Linked DNA regions of Sus scrofa: all the other regions are linked to region 3. Evidence: chromatin contacts called from public Hi-C data. All regions are on one chromosome and are shown on one strand. The core of a region is the stretch at or near the end of the contact, and the rest is flanking DNA. Distances in the headings are between cores, read along the strand shown. Region 1 has its middle 230 kb from the start of ETAA1. Region 2 has its middle 240 kb from the start of ETAA1. Region 3 has its middle 77 kb from the start of ETAA1.

Region 1 (4,544 bases), core at 902-3,401, 150 kb before region 3:
AATAGTAATTTTAGAGAATAAGTGCTGTGTATGCTCTGAGGAGGATAAGGACAGTGGGTGCGTGAAAGAGGCTGAGAGGAGGATGCTACTTTAGCTAGGGTGGGCAGCAGAGGAGATGGCATTTGCACCGGGATTGGAATGATGAGTTGAGGGCAGTCTTGGGGGTGGGTTCTGGGAGCAGAGTGTTCCACACAGAGTTCAGAGCAAATACCAAGACCTAGGTCAGAATAAGCCTGGAGGTTTCAAAGAATTATCCCTATGGCTGGAAGGGAGTCAGCAAGAAGAAATGGGGCAGGAGTGGTGAGACATGTCAAGGTGGGCTGGGCTCAGAACAGGCAGGACCTTGGTAAGCCAAGTGGAAAGTTTGCAGATGGTTGTCAGAGGAAGCAGGAAGCCCAGGAGGGCTGGATGTAGGAAGTGAAATTATGAGACACATTTGAAGCTGATGACTGAGGGGGAAGGTTTTTTCCTTTGTCTTTCTTTTCCTTTTACTTTTTGAGGGGTATCTCATACATAAGGTTCATACATCTTAACGGTCCAGCTGCAGGAATGTTTGCTTATGTCTATACCTGTGGAACTACAGCCACAGTAAGATACAGAACAATCCCAGCACATCCCAAGGGCTCTCTCAGGCCCTGTCCAGGCATTACCTCCCTCACCATTATGATAACATCTATCACCGCAGATTAGTTTTGCCTATTTTTGAACAAAATATAAGATAAATCACCTAGTGTGCATTTTTGTGTGTGTGTGTGTCTGGGAAGTATTGCTATGTAATATTCCATGGAATGACTATCTCACAATTTATCTTACAAATGATGAGCCTTTAGGATGGAGTTGATATGAATCAAGCTGCTGTGAACATCCTTGTACAAGCCTTTTGGTTGACACATATGCCCATCTAGGTTAGATACACACCCAGGGACAGAACTGCTGGGTCTTAGGATTTATATATTTAATACACACCATCAAACAGTTTTCCAAAGTGGTTGTACCAATTAATGCTCTGACTGAAGATGCATGAGAATTTTAATTTTCTCTCATTGGTTTTATCAGCCATTTTAATTTTAGCTGTTCTGGTGGGAGTATGGTGGCTGGGGGTCTCTTTGTGGTTTTTTGTGAAGGAGTGGGAGGGGTTGTTCCTGATGGTGCTTATCCGATTGTGTTGTTGATTATACAGTTTGGTTTTAAAAGTTTGATGTTCAGGCGTCCTCATTTTCATTCCCTTTTTCCAATACCACATTATTATTATTATTATTTTTCCCCTTGCAATACCCTCAAGAGCAGTATAAAAGCCAAGCAGGCTGATATGACCTCATCAGTTCACTGTCTTTCAGGAATGTGAGATTTCATTTCTTATAGGGTGACCCTATCCAAGATATAAAGGAAAATAGAAAACAGGGCTTAGAACTTGAAAGAGAAAATTTGGGTTAGGCTCTGGCTTAATGCAGTTTCCACTCTTGGAGCCAAAAGCCCTTCTAGTCAATGCACAAAGGGCGTTGCTGGAGCGGGGACAGTTGGTTTCATTACATGCTCATTGTACCACTGCATCAGGGTGTCTAGGACTTTGCCCCAACGATGAAATTAAGGGTGTTATGCTTCATTTCCTGTTTTGGAAAACAGTCTTTGGCTTAAAAAAAAAAAAGGCTAATTGCATATTGTTTTTAAAAAATGCTTTGATAATTCATCACATCATAATTAAACTAATTCGAATACTATTATTTTCCAGCAGCTTTAATGACGTCTTCCCCTTGGCAGAGAACCCGTGAGACCCCCAAATATTGCCATTTGTTACAAGATGGAGAAACTCTGATGACAAATGACTCTATTCAGCTGCATTTCGCTTAATAAGATTTATGCATTAATTGAGTTAGACTTTGTTCCCTTGAGTTCGGCAGACTTCTGAAGTTTTCCGATTTTCTACTGTGTCTCTCCTGCTCCCCACCCCCCTCTTCTCCGCGGAGAATTCTCGGCGTCTGAGTTAGAATAGGTGGAAACATTCTCCGCTTCCAGCGGAGGCTCCCCAGCTTGGTTGGAATGCTTGTCTGGTTGTAATAGAGCCTGCTTTTCGGCCAGCAACTCTTAAAATAGCTCCCTGGCTTATGAAGCAGAAAATAGAAGTTTGGGCAGACCCGTGTTGCCTTTCAGGATGTTTCTGACTGCTTGCTTTGGGGGGCACTGTTGCTCCAGCTTGAGAACCTCAGCGTGGCCCCCGTGAGTGATAGCTCTCCATTGCACAATTTTGTATCTACAGTCCTTGTCAAGTAATCATTACGAATGTTTCGTGAGGAAGGAGTTGGCTCGGAGCAGAGGTCTGGCCTCTCTCTCGGCAGAAGTGAGGGGCTGAAGGGAGGGCATTGGTCTGCCCGCGCCCCGTGGTAAAATTTTCCCCTTTGACAGTGTAATTAAGTGCTAATTAACCAAATGAGTGTAAATGTTGAAGGCTGAGATAAATATCTACATGTCCTTAATCTATTTTTCCCTTCGAAAATTTGATAAAGGAAATTTGGATTTAATGGGGGATATATGTCAAATTTTTTTTCTTTCTTTCTCTCTCTTTTTTTTTTTTTTTTTTTTTTTTAAGGTTGCAAATCTGTTTAGAGGGAACTCAGATCTACTGGTTTGGATTTCTCCAGGAAAAGTTCCCAAGGTATCAAGAGAGAAGCGGGACCATAAAATGCGGATACACTATTGCAATAATTATGTTAAGAAGGCTTAGTGGAGCTACCTTTTGGAAACATCTGGTTTGTTTCTTCTCTTTCCACATCCTGCAGATGCTGCGGAGGCCATGAAACATACCAACATTAGCTCACCAAGTCTTTCTGCTGAAGAAAGCAGAGAGTAGCCTCTTAACTTTTGAAAAAATCTAGTTAGGAAAGAATTCTGCTTTCAGAGCAGGCAGAGATTAGGCCAATAATTGAGAGGGGCCCAGGGCCTTCTAAAAGTGTCAATAGTGATCTGTTTTTGCCAAAGGGAGGCTTTGTGGAGGGGCGGCCAGAGTAATAAATGGGAATCTTTGTAATTCAAGTACGTTCTCATTACCTTCCTTGGTTAGTGATTAAAAATGGGGCTGAGGAAGGGCTGGGGAATCCACTCCCTCTGCCAGCCCGCCTTGGAGCGAAAGGTTCTTAAGCCCATGCCACTTGGCTTCTCCTCCTGGCCTCTGGAGTTCCATGTGAAACTCAGTGGCAGGTAGACTGCTCGAGTGGCCAAGGCAGGCGCCCTGGGAAGGGGGATGCATAATTGAGGGACCATCTGTGGCATGGGGCTGATGACAGCTGCGTGATGTCCTGACACTGCTGTGTCAACACCCTGGGCAGGCAGGAAAAGACAGGGGCAGGCACATGTATGCTGAGCCTCTGGGAGAACAGACGCAGGCATCCCTGAGGGGGAGGGCCTGGGGAGTTTTGAGTTTATTAAATAGGAGTTGGTTGCCTATGAGATTAACACCCTGAAATAAATGCAAAGTTAAGAAATATTTTGGCCTCCAGCCCACTTGGCAGGAGGATTAGGAACCTGGAATGGTCAGAAGGACAAAGCCTTAAAGGGCCAATGTCACATTTTGTTTCTGGCCAGCTGTGATCTCTAAATTTCCCTATCATTTACATCACTCTTTTGGGTTACGGCATCACGTGATGTGTTCAGAAGACCCACCCACCCCATTAAAATGTGTAACAGATGTTTTTCCAGCCACCAGCCTGGCAGACAAGAAGGATGCATTCATCTAAACCCATCTATGAGAACCTAGTATTTCTCAGGTTCGACTCTGAATTGTTGAACTCCAGGTACTGACATCCAGTCCTATTTGCCCTGTTTCCACTGGGGCAAAAAGGAGAAATCTCTGGGATGGCTCAGAAAAGAATCTTGCATGTTCTTCTAGGGTTTCTGGCTTCCTTCAGGTCACCGAAGGGGGTTTCTACAACTTGAGCCAAAGCCTTCCATTTCATCAGCATTTTCACATATGTTTCCACCAGGCACCCAGCTCCTGGCAGACTATTTACCCGACCGCTAGGTCAGGAGAGATCTCTGGGTGAAATCATGTAAGAGCTCTGCCTCCTCCTCGTGGAATGATTTGAGATTCCCTCTAACTGCGCCCCCTCCTCCAAAGGGTTATGCCTTCTTCTTCTGTTCTGCAGCTGGTGAGTTTCTGCTTTTAATTCTTCAACTGTATTTCCCTCTGCTCAGTGGACAGATTAAACCCAATATAATCAGTTTTTAAACCTCTTTAGGAACTTTTGACACTAAAGTAAATGCGTTTCTTAAGGAAAGAGGTTTAGCGTCATGGTCATTATTGTCATAATAATTTTTAACATTTATACCACATTTTAGGGTGAATGGCATGCTTTCCTCTCTATTATTTCTGCTGAGCCTTAAAGCAATGCTGATACAAGCAAGGTGTAAATTACAATGTTGAGGTTACAAGTGAAGAAATCAATGCTTACAGAAAGTAGAGCACTTCATTCAAGGTCATGCAGCCATGACCTGGGCTTCAACCCATTTTAAGTTCTAAGCTCAATGACTTAGAGCTTAGAACTCAGAGCATA
Region 2 (4,380 bases), core at 77-2,576, 170 kb before region 3:
TAGCTTAGTGACCTGTCTCCCAGGACTCTCTTCAAAGCCAAGTGTCAATCTGCTAATGGCTTGCTTCTTTCTCTCTAGTTTTACCCTTTCAAACTTCCCTTCTGAACCATCAGAGACCTTCTTCCCATCATATTTCTTTTTCTCCCTTTCCCTGGATGTTTCCTAAGCAGCCCTATTTTACAGATCCTTTCTTCATTTCCCACAGCTTAGTTGACTCTTCCATCTTTTTTTTTGGTCTTGGGCTGCACCTGTGCCATATGGAAGTTCCCAGGCTAGGGGGTCGAATCAGGGCTGCAGGTGCCAGCCTATGCCACAGCCACAACAATGCTGTATCCAAGCCACAACTGTGACCTATGCCACAGCTTGTGGTGACACCGGATCCTTAACTCACTGTTGGAGACCAGGGATCGAACCCGCATACTCATGGACACTATGTCAGGTTCTTAACCTACTGAGCCACAACGGGAACTCCCCCCTTCATCTTATTTAATCAGTTCTCTGTTCCCATAAAGATGGCATTATTATCCCCTTTTGAGAAGTCTGAGCCTGAGAGAGCTTATGTGATTTAACCAAAGTCACAGAACTGTTAACAGGTAGAAGTAAAGTCTCATTGGGTGATTTTTTTCCTGTTTCCAACCCATTTTTCTTCCCCATTCAGGTAAATGCTTTTCGTCTTTGTTCCATCACATCCCCTGAGAAGTGAACCCACGATTTCCCTCTCATCCCTCCCCTTCCCCCTCTGTTCCTCTCTCCTCTTTCCTTCTTTCTTTGAGCCTTCTTACTTTTGCAGCTGTTTTCCAAAAGCATTTAAGGTGGCTTGCAAAGATGTTTACAATACAGTGAAATTAAAGAAAGAAATTTAAAAGTGAGACAGGAAGAGAGTTGGAGTAGAAAATATGATATGAATGAGGGAGTTCCCATTGTGGTTCAGCAGATTAGTATCCAGGAGGTTGCAGGTTCAATCCCTGGTCTTGCTCAGTGGGTTAAAGATCTGGCATTGCCGTGAACTGTGATGTAGGTTGCAAATGCGGCTTGGATCTGGCACTGCTGCGTCTGTGGTGTTGGCCAGCGGCTACAGCTCTGATTCAACCCCTAGGCTGGGAACTTCCATATGCCATGGCTTCGGCCCTAAAATGCAAAAAAAGCAACAACGTGACATGAATGAGAAGTGAAGTTAGGACCCAACCTCAGCCGTGAGTCAAATTCCCAGAGACACCCTGCTCTTCTTGGTGTGAACCTTCTCCCTGGAAGCACATCAGGGGAGACTTCCTGGAGCCCAAGCGTCAAAAGGCGCTGTGCTCACTTAGTCAACAGATTGTTGGTGCCACAGCTAAAGGCCGGGGTGAGAACAGCTGGCCTTGGGAGAGTGTCCAAATGCCAGCCATTTTATTACTGCCACTAGCCCTGACTGACAACTGCTTTTTAAAGGGAAAATGCCAGTCATGAGGAAGGGCTTGGGTGTCACCCCTCATCTGCATTTAGGCCTTGTCACATGGTCACCCAGGAATGGCTCCTGGATCACCCCCAATGGCTGTCCTGTCGCCTCTGCAGGACTGCTCTTGCCTTTCCCTTCTAGTTTTGCAAAAGTTCTGTGTGAAGAGTCCAGAGACCCATGTCCCTTCAGGCTCTGGGCTGGAGGCCAGTTTTGCCCTCTGAGAATTTCTAAGTCTTGGGGACCTTCCAATTTCTCGATGGCTGGTTCTACTATTGATCTTGATTTCTTTAAACATTTCTTCTTCTTCCTTCTGGAAATTTATGCCTGTTCCTCACATCTGCCTTGTCCTCTGTGAACACTCAGGCAGAGAATTCATTTAATTATTATTTTTTTCGCCTCTGCTGGCTGTAAATTTCTCTTGCCATTTCTCTGACCTCTTGTTCCTTACAGACTTCAAAATGTCTTTGTTTCAACCTCATGTAATTTATCTTGCATTCATTCTGCACCTTTGCTTGTTTTATCCTTTTTAACGCTGCCTTGATTTTCCTCTGTAATAGTCAAGGACCTCCTCCACCTGTTTATAGCTTGCCTAAATGCCCCTTCTTTGCCTTTGAATTATCTCCTTGACACCAACTTCCTCTTCCCTCATCTCCTCCCTCTCCCTTGCCTGAGTATTATTACTGTGCATTGCCTGTTGGTTGGTGATCGCTTACATTGCTTTTCCACTTGTTCGTCTCCCTTCCATCCTATTGCTTTATCCCACTATCACTGTTACCATCACTTTTCAGCCACCTAAGACTCTTCTGACTTGAGACGACTTGCTGCTGCCTCTACTGCCTGCTCAGGATGATGCAGAAATCCAGCCCACCCATCTCTTCTTTCTTTCTTCTTGCAATAAACAGCCACGTTAATTCAAGTTCCTATGCATCGTATAAGAAATCACTCTCCAACCATATGGGATAACTTATGGCTGCAAATAAAAATTCCCCGATGTTTTGCTCCTCACAAGTTTTCACTTCCCCAGCACAGCTTGGGAAGTCCAAGATGTTAAAATCCCTAGGGAGTGCATATTTTCACGAAAATTCAGTTTCTACTTCTAGAATGTTTTTTCCACTCAGAGAGATTTAACTTTGCAGTAACATTACAGAGTGTCACAACTTTTCTCTTCTAGCCTGACTTCCACCTCTACCTGGGCTTCCTCTTTTTTTGTCTTTTCGGAGCCAAGCCGTGGCATACAGAGGTTCTCAGGCTAGGAGTCCAATCAGAGCTGAGTTCCCTGCCTTCCGCCACAGCCACAGCCATGCGGGATCTGAGGTGCATTGGTGACACACACCGCAGCTTATGGCAACGCTGGATCTGGGCTTCTTTTTTTTTAAAAGAAGACAATTTTGCATTGTTGACTAAATTTGTTGTCTTCAATTCATGGGCGTTATCCCAGCATAAATATAGGCTTTAAGCTCTTTTTCACTACAATTTATGAGGAAAAACTCAAAATTAAAGCAAAAAGTTTCATTTCAGGAGTTCTGTTGTGGCTCAGCAGTTAAGGAAGCTGACTAGTTTCCGTGAGGACTTGGGTTCAATCCATGGCCTTGCTCAGTGGGTTAGGGATCCGGCTGCCTTGAGTTGTGGTATAGGTCTCAGACACAGCTTGGATCCTATTTTATTGTGGTTGTGGCTATGGCCAGCAGCTGCAGCTTGGATTTGACCACTAACCTGGGAACTTCCATGTGCTGCACATGTTGCCCCAAAAAGCAAAAAAATAAAAAAAAAATTAAAAAAAGCAAAAAAAAAAGCAAAAAAAAAAAATGTGTAATTCATTTAAGTGGATTATCCCTTTCTGCAGTCTGGTGTGAATTTCTGCAGCGCTACTTTCTACACTGTTTACATGGCAGGGCTTGGCATTGCCTCCAACCCAGCACTTATGTGCAAAGCCAGGGCATTGTAGGCAGTTACGGTGGTCATGTAGGGTCCCCTAGAACCTGATCCTTTTCCAGAGATGTTATAGAAATACTTTGAAATTAAAAAAATAGGCAAACCATACTTCGGTGTGGCTACAATGACCTCTGATGAAATAACATTAAAACTATTGTACATCTTCAGAGACTAAGACACTTGAAAAGTGGTTGGACTTTTAAAGGGTAAGTATTAATAAGAAGAGCATACCTTTATTTTAAGGTAAATTATAAAAATAATAGAATATTTCATATTATCCCAAGCTCCTTCATAGTCAATCTTATTTGTAGTCTCAGGCCAAATATAAAATATATGTATGTGTGTGTCTGTTTAAAGATTTATCGAGCACTTATTGTAAGCTGAGCATTATACTGAATACTTTTATACCCATTATTTTTAAAATTTTTAATTTTTAACAGCCGTACCTGCAGCATATGGGAAGTTCATGGACTAGGGGTTGAATCACAGCTGCAACTGCCAGTCTACACCAGAGCCCCAGCAACTCCAGATCCCAGCCACATTTGCGAGTTCTGCCATAGCTTGCTGCAAAGCCAGATCCTTAACCCACTGAGCAAGGCCAGGGATTGAACCCATATCCTCATGGACACTATGTCAGGTTCTTAACCTGCTTAACCACAATGGGGACTCCCCCCATCATCTTATTTAATCAGTTCCCTGTTCTCATGAAGATGGCATTTTTATGCCCTCTTGAGAAGTCTGAGCCTGAGAGAGCTTATGTGACTTAACTAAAGTCACAGGGCTATTAAAAGGTAGAAGCAAAATCTCATCGGGTGACTTCAAAGTGTTTCTGTATCTGCTATGCTATGCCCTTGCCTCCCTTCATATGAAATTAACAAGCTACGATGCCAGTGTTATTTACACTTCACAGCTGGAAAATGGATTGTCCAGCTGACACAGTGTACAAGGGTGGGGCTAGCACCAGAATCCTCAAATCCTGCCTCAGTCCTGAGGTGGCTTCAGGGTTGGACTCA
Region 3 (4,445 bases), core at 1,249-3,748:
CTGACACAAATTGACAAAAGCCAGAGGATGCAAGCAGAACACTATCCCTCTATCCCAATCTCAAGCATTTTAAAGCCAAAATGGTTTTAACAGAAGAGCCGTGCTCCAATCAATCAAATTATGTCTCTGAAAGATAGGATGGTGACTTTGTAGGACAGTCAAAACCATATCGAGCCTCACGTGCTTCCATTGCAGGGACTCAAAACATTTTTATGAATCCTCTAAAGGAAGATAATGGGAGAGAGAGACCTCACTGAGTTAAAGGCTGGAGAGAATCAGATTCTGACAAATCCGACTTGGGGAACAATCGGGCAGCTATAAATGCAGATAAAAGGGAGACATAAAACAACCTTGCAGATCACCTGCCCAGACGCGTCGCGTCTGCATTTCCCTGTCTGCAAATACTCTGAAAGTGGGCAGATGCAGGAGGGACTAGACAGCCTCCAAGGAATCTTCACCTATGCTGATTCTGACTTTAAAACACCACACGTCTTTTGTTCTCTGACAGGAATGCATTTTCCGGGTGAGTCCTTCATATTTAAATTTGCCCTTATCCAACGCTATATATAGTCCACTGACCGATCATGACCAGTTGCCTTCTAAATCCATAGCATCTGTAAAAGAAATACTCATATTCACCATAGTCTCCTCTTCAAAAGCGTCACCGCCTCCCACTGCTTCCTGCTTGGGTCCCTCACCCCCACGTCCCACCCACACCCCCAGAACTAAAGACCACAAAATCTTCTCTGGGTTCCTGCCAAGATGGTGTATTTAAGAGCAGTGGAAGAGCCCTCTTAAATCCACTGATAAGACCACTTGTGAATCAGTTAATCCAAAGTTAGTTCAAGGTGAGAAAGATTTGAAGTGATGTGACACTTAACCATTTATTTGAATGCACAGCCACATCTCTTCTGCTGATGTAGGAATGAGGCCGCTTGCTTCTGTCTAGACCCTCTTTGGAGTTCCCACAGCATCTTTCTCGTATAACCCACATCCAGAATGCATTTCTGCAATTTCCGGTTTGGGATTTCTCTGAGAAAACTCCATGATACTTGCAAAACAATGTGACTGCCAAAAAGCTGTCCACATTTTTTACAGCTTTTTCTAGACTTTCAGCATTGTCTTGCACAGTCTATTAAAGTGACCGAAATTAAAAACAAAATCTCCTGTATCATCTTTCCAAAGCACTTAATTTTTCATAGCTATAACCATTTCTACATTCATATTTTGTTTGATTATGTAATATTACGTTAAATGGCATCATTGTATTACAAAAGTACAATCACATAAGCAGGTTTGGAAACAAATTACAGAAGCAACTGGTTCTCCATAAGCATTCAGTTCCATGGTGAGGAGCCATTAGCATTCTCCTGAAGCGGGTTTTATGCAATGAGTAGAGAGCAATGGCTCATCGGGTGGATCTAAGTGCAAAGTGGTTAAATAGGGGGCTGGAGGAGAAAGCTTCGACGGTATACACATCAACCGATAAATTTTAGAGTAAACAATTTCTCATAACTGGCAGAGAAACTGAGGACTTAGCTGTTTGCCACAAAGTCACTAAGTGACCACAGGCAGGAATAACATGCCAAAATACCCAAGAACCATTAGCCAGGATAGCCTGGTTCTTGTCCAGTTAGAACAAATGCCAGCCGTAAGCAATCTGGAAGGATACACCGTGTGTTCTGACTGGATTTAGCTCTGACGTTGGGTAAGCTGACAGTTTAGGCCTTAGTCACTTGTGAACAAGGGAGGTTGGTCAAGCAAAGCTCTATGCTTCCTTCCAACGTGGATATTCTTTATTGAGCTATATCCAGCTCTAATTAATTTCCTCCCCCGGGATTCATCAATTCTCTGATTCAGTTGTTTGTTCTTTCTTTGGAGAGGTGCCATCTCAGAACTGTCATTGAGACACAGACGCTTGTGGCAGTAACAGAAAGACCACAGCAAGGGAGGCGCGCATGAGAAGGTAGATATGAAATATAAACATAGAGTATATATGACTTATATATGCGACATTAAAGAACAGATTCACTTACATGCACTCACATCCTCCTGCCTGATTCTCCAGGGTTCTGTGCTCCGCATGTTCTGTTTTGCTTTTAACCTGGGGATGATGCTTATTTTGATGCCTTGCTTAGTTTACACAGATGGGAGCGTGTTTTCCACATGCAGCTTCTTGTTTGCCAACAAGCCCAGCTGTTGGGGGGCACGGAAGATCACCCAATGATAGAAAACAATCTTGAATACCTTTTCATGTCTCCCTCTCTAACCCTAGAGGGTCTTTTCCAACAATTGCAACTTTAAGAGCCTCCTTCATTTACAGGAAACATTTACTCCTTTATGGCATTTTTTTTCCCCTTTCCAAACCATCCTGCAGGAGGTTACCAGAGAGCAGATAGAGCAGGCACGTTTCAGCTGCCTCTGACGTCTGGACTGAAGGCAGCCAGGTCCATGGGACTTTTATTTTGAACTCCCTCGAAAGGGAGACAGGGCACAACAGATTCAAACACTGGCTTGGGGGAGAAAAAAAAAAATCCTCCCTACTACTTTGCAGTGTCAGCCGGGCTCCCGTATGCCAAGTCACAGCCCATAATAAATTTTATTGCAATGTTATAAACTCCTGAAAAGAGGAACTTGGACGAGAAGTGCTGACACAAGCTGCCAGAGCTGCGGCCCTTCATTCTTGTGGGCTCTGTCCTGACATCAGCACACATCTAGGGCAAAACCCCAAACACTCACTTGCCAAAAGTGTGTTTGGCCCATCAGAGATATTTGATTTTCCCTCAAATTCATTTTAATAAAAAGAACTAGGGGTTCTCATTAAAGAGAAAGGAGCGCTCTTGCAAATGATACATGACTTCGTGTGGACGCTTGTGGCTCAGAGCTCAAAGAGTTCTTCAGCCAAAGTTAAATTCTTCTTGTAAATAAAACTGGCCCTTTTGGGTGGGGGGGTGGAACTCGGGGAGGGGTGGGTGATTATTCATGTAGATGACAGCTTTATGTACTATAATTACAGACATTAATGAAGGCACAATTACTTTATCATACATTACCAGGATCAAAGCAAGTCTCTTAAGAATCACTTGTCAGCATATAGAGTCAATACAGAAATTAGACCAAATACAAATACAAACTGGAAAATTTTGCTTAAATAATGCCCTGGAGGTTACAGAAACAATGAATTGAAGTTGAGAGAGTGAGAAAGACAAAAAGACACACTAGAGGTCACTGTTGCTACTTGAGCTGAAGACATGTCTATATAAATACATATGGATACGCAGGCAGATTTCCAAAATATATTTTTACGCGTCCTTATAAATATATTTTGGTAGCCTGCATGCATATTGGAAAAACTCTAAAAAGATTAGTTATCTTCATTAAATAATAACAGAGTTTTTCATAGTGAGTGTGTGTGTGTGTTTTCAATCTGGTTGTAGGTGGATAATTCGAGCACCTAACAGAAAACATAATTTAAAGGAATTCTTTCACAATCATATCAAATACTTCAACTTTGATGAAAACTCTTGCACCTATCTGGAGTATTTTGAAATATGCCCTTCAACTATTCCTTCACTTGGATCCAAACATCAAAGTAATTAAAGAATTCCGGTTGGTAGGCCTCTTCTTAGGAGGAATGCTGATTCCATCGCTTTGCACTGTGCAAAAATATGAGCTAGTTGAATACAGACAATATATTTAGTTCCATCTTTGAAATGAAGAGTCTCTTAGGTATGGCAAGTCTGTGAAACATCTTGGAACAGTCCACAGAAATTTTTAGTAAAAAGTTCCAATTCTGCATACATAAAAGGATTTTTTTTTTTTTTTTTTTTTTTTTAAGCAAAGCAACCAATGTCCCCTGTGGGCCGTTAATTAGTCTAACTGGAAGAACTCCCTTAATTTGCTGCTCCAGAAGGTCTCCCAACAAGACTGCCGGTGCTTCAAAAGTCCATAGAGTTGAGAGAGGGAGCCTGCCCATCCCAGAGGCCCAGAGCCTGGCTCCTGAGTTCATTACAGAAAAGTTAAAGGCTGAATGGTATCCCACATGCCTATCACGTCTTTGCCAAGGAAGGGGTTGAGAATTCCTCTTCTTAGAATTGGGTCCTAGCTGTCTGTGCTGGGATCACCAGTGTCAACCTGCAGGGTTGGAGACAAGATCCTTGGAAAAATGTCCTCCCCACCCCTCCTGCTTTCTGTTCTTTGCACATGAAACAGATCTATGCCCCAGTTTGATAAGGCAAAATCTAGGAAAAGGAGATAATGAGGAAGAGGGGAGAAAACCACAATGTCTTCTCCTTCTGCTGAACCTCGACTTGGCTTGCTATTGCACAATTTGCTGTGTCCATGTGGCTCAGAGTCCTGGGAGTAATTAAAGTTCAAAGACCTGGGTAATAACTCCTCAGTAACTGGGTGCTTTTTACAGGTTTTGTGGATGTGGCAAAATAGAT

The links. Hi-C and Micro-C count contacts between places; a contact is called where the count stands out from the background.
Region 1: a contact with region 3 is called in a Hi-C map of embryonic fibroblasts, with 5 times the contacts expected there. A contact is called at or near these places in 4 of 47 Hi-C or Micro-C datasets (embryonic fibroblasts, fetal heart ventricle and heart right ventricle) and 1 of 2 datasets of targeted methods (skeletal muscle).
Region 2: a contact with region 3 is called in a Hi-C map of skeletal muscle, with 2.6 times the contacts expected there. A contact is called at or near these places in 3 of 47 Hi-C or Micro-C datasets (fetal heart ventricle, psoas muscle and skeletal muscle) and 1 of 2 datasets of targeted methods (skeletal muscle).

Annotation. Positions count from the first base shown.
Region 1 is chr3:74,508,485-74,513,028 of Sscrofa11.1, forward strand. No RefSeq gene overlaps it. Among named protein-coding and RNA genes, the nearest start is that of ETAA1, 230 kb to the right of the region's middle.
Region 2 is chr3:74,490,230-74,494,609 of Sscrofa11.1, forward strand. No RefSeq gene overlaps it. Among named protein-coding and RNA genes, the nearest start is that of ETAA1, 240 kb to the right of the region's middle.
Region 3 is chr3:74,657,438-74,661,882 of Sscrofa11.1, forward strand. No RefSeq gene overlaps it. Among named protein-coding and RNA genes, the nearest start is that of ETAA1, 77 kb to the right of the region's middle.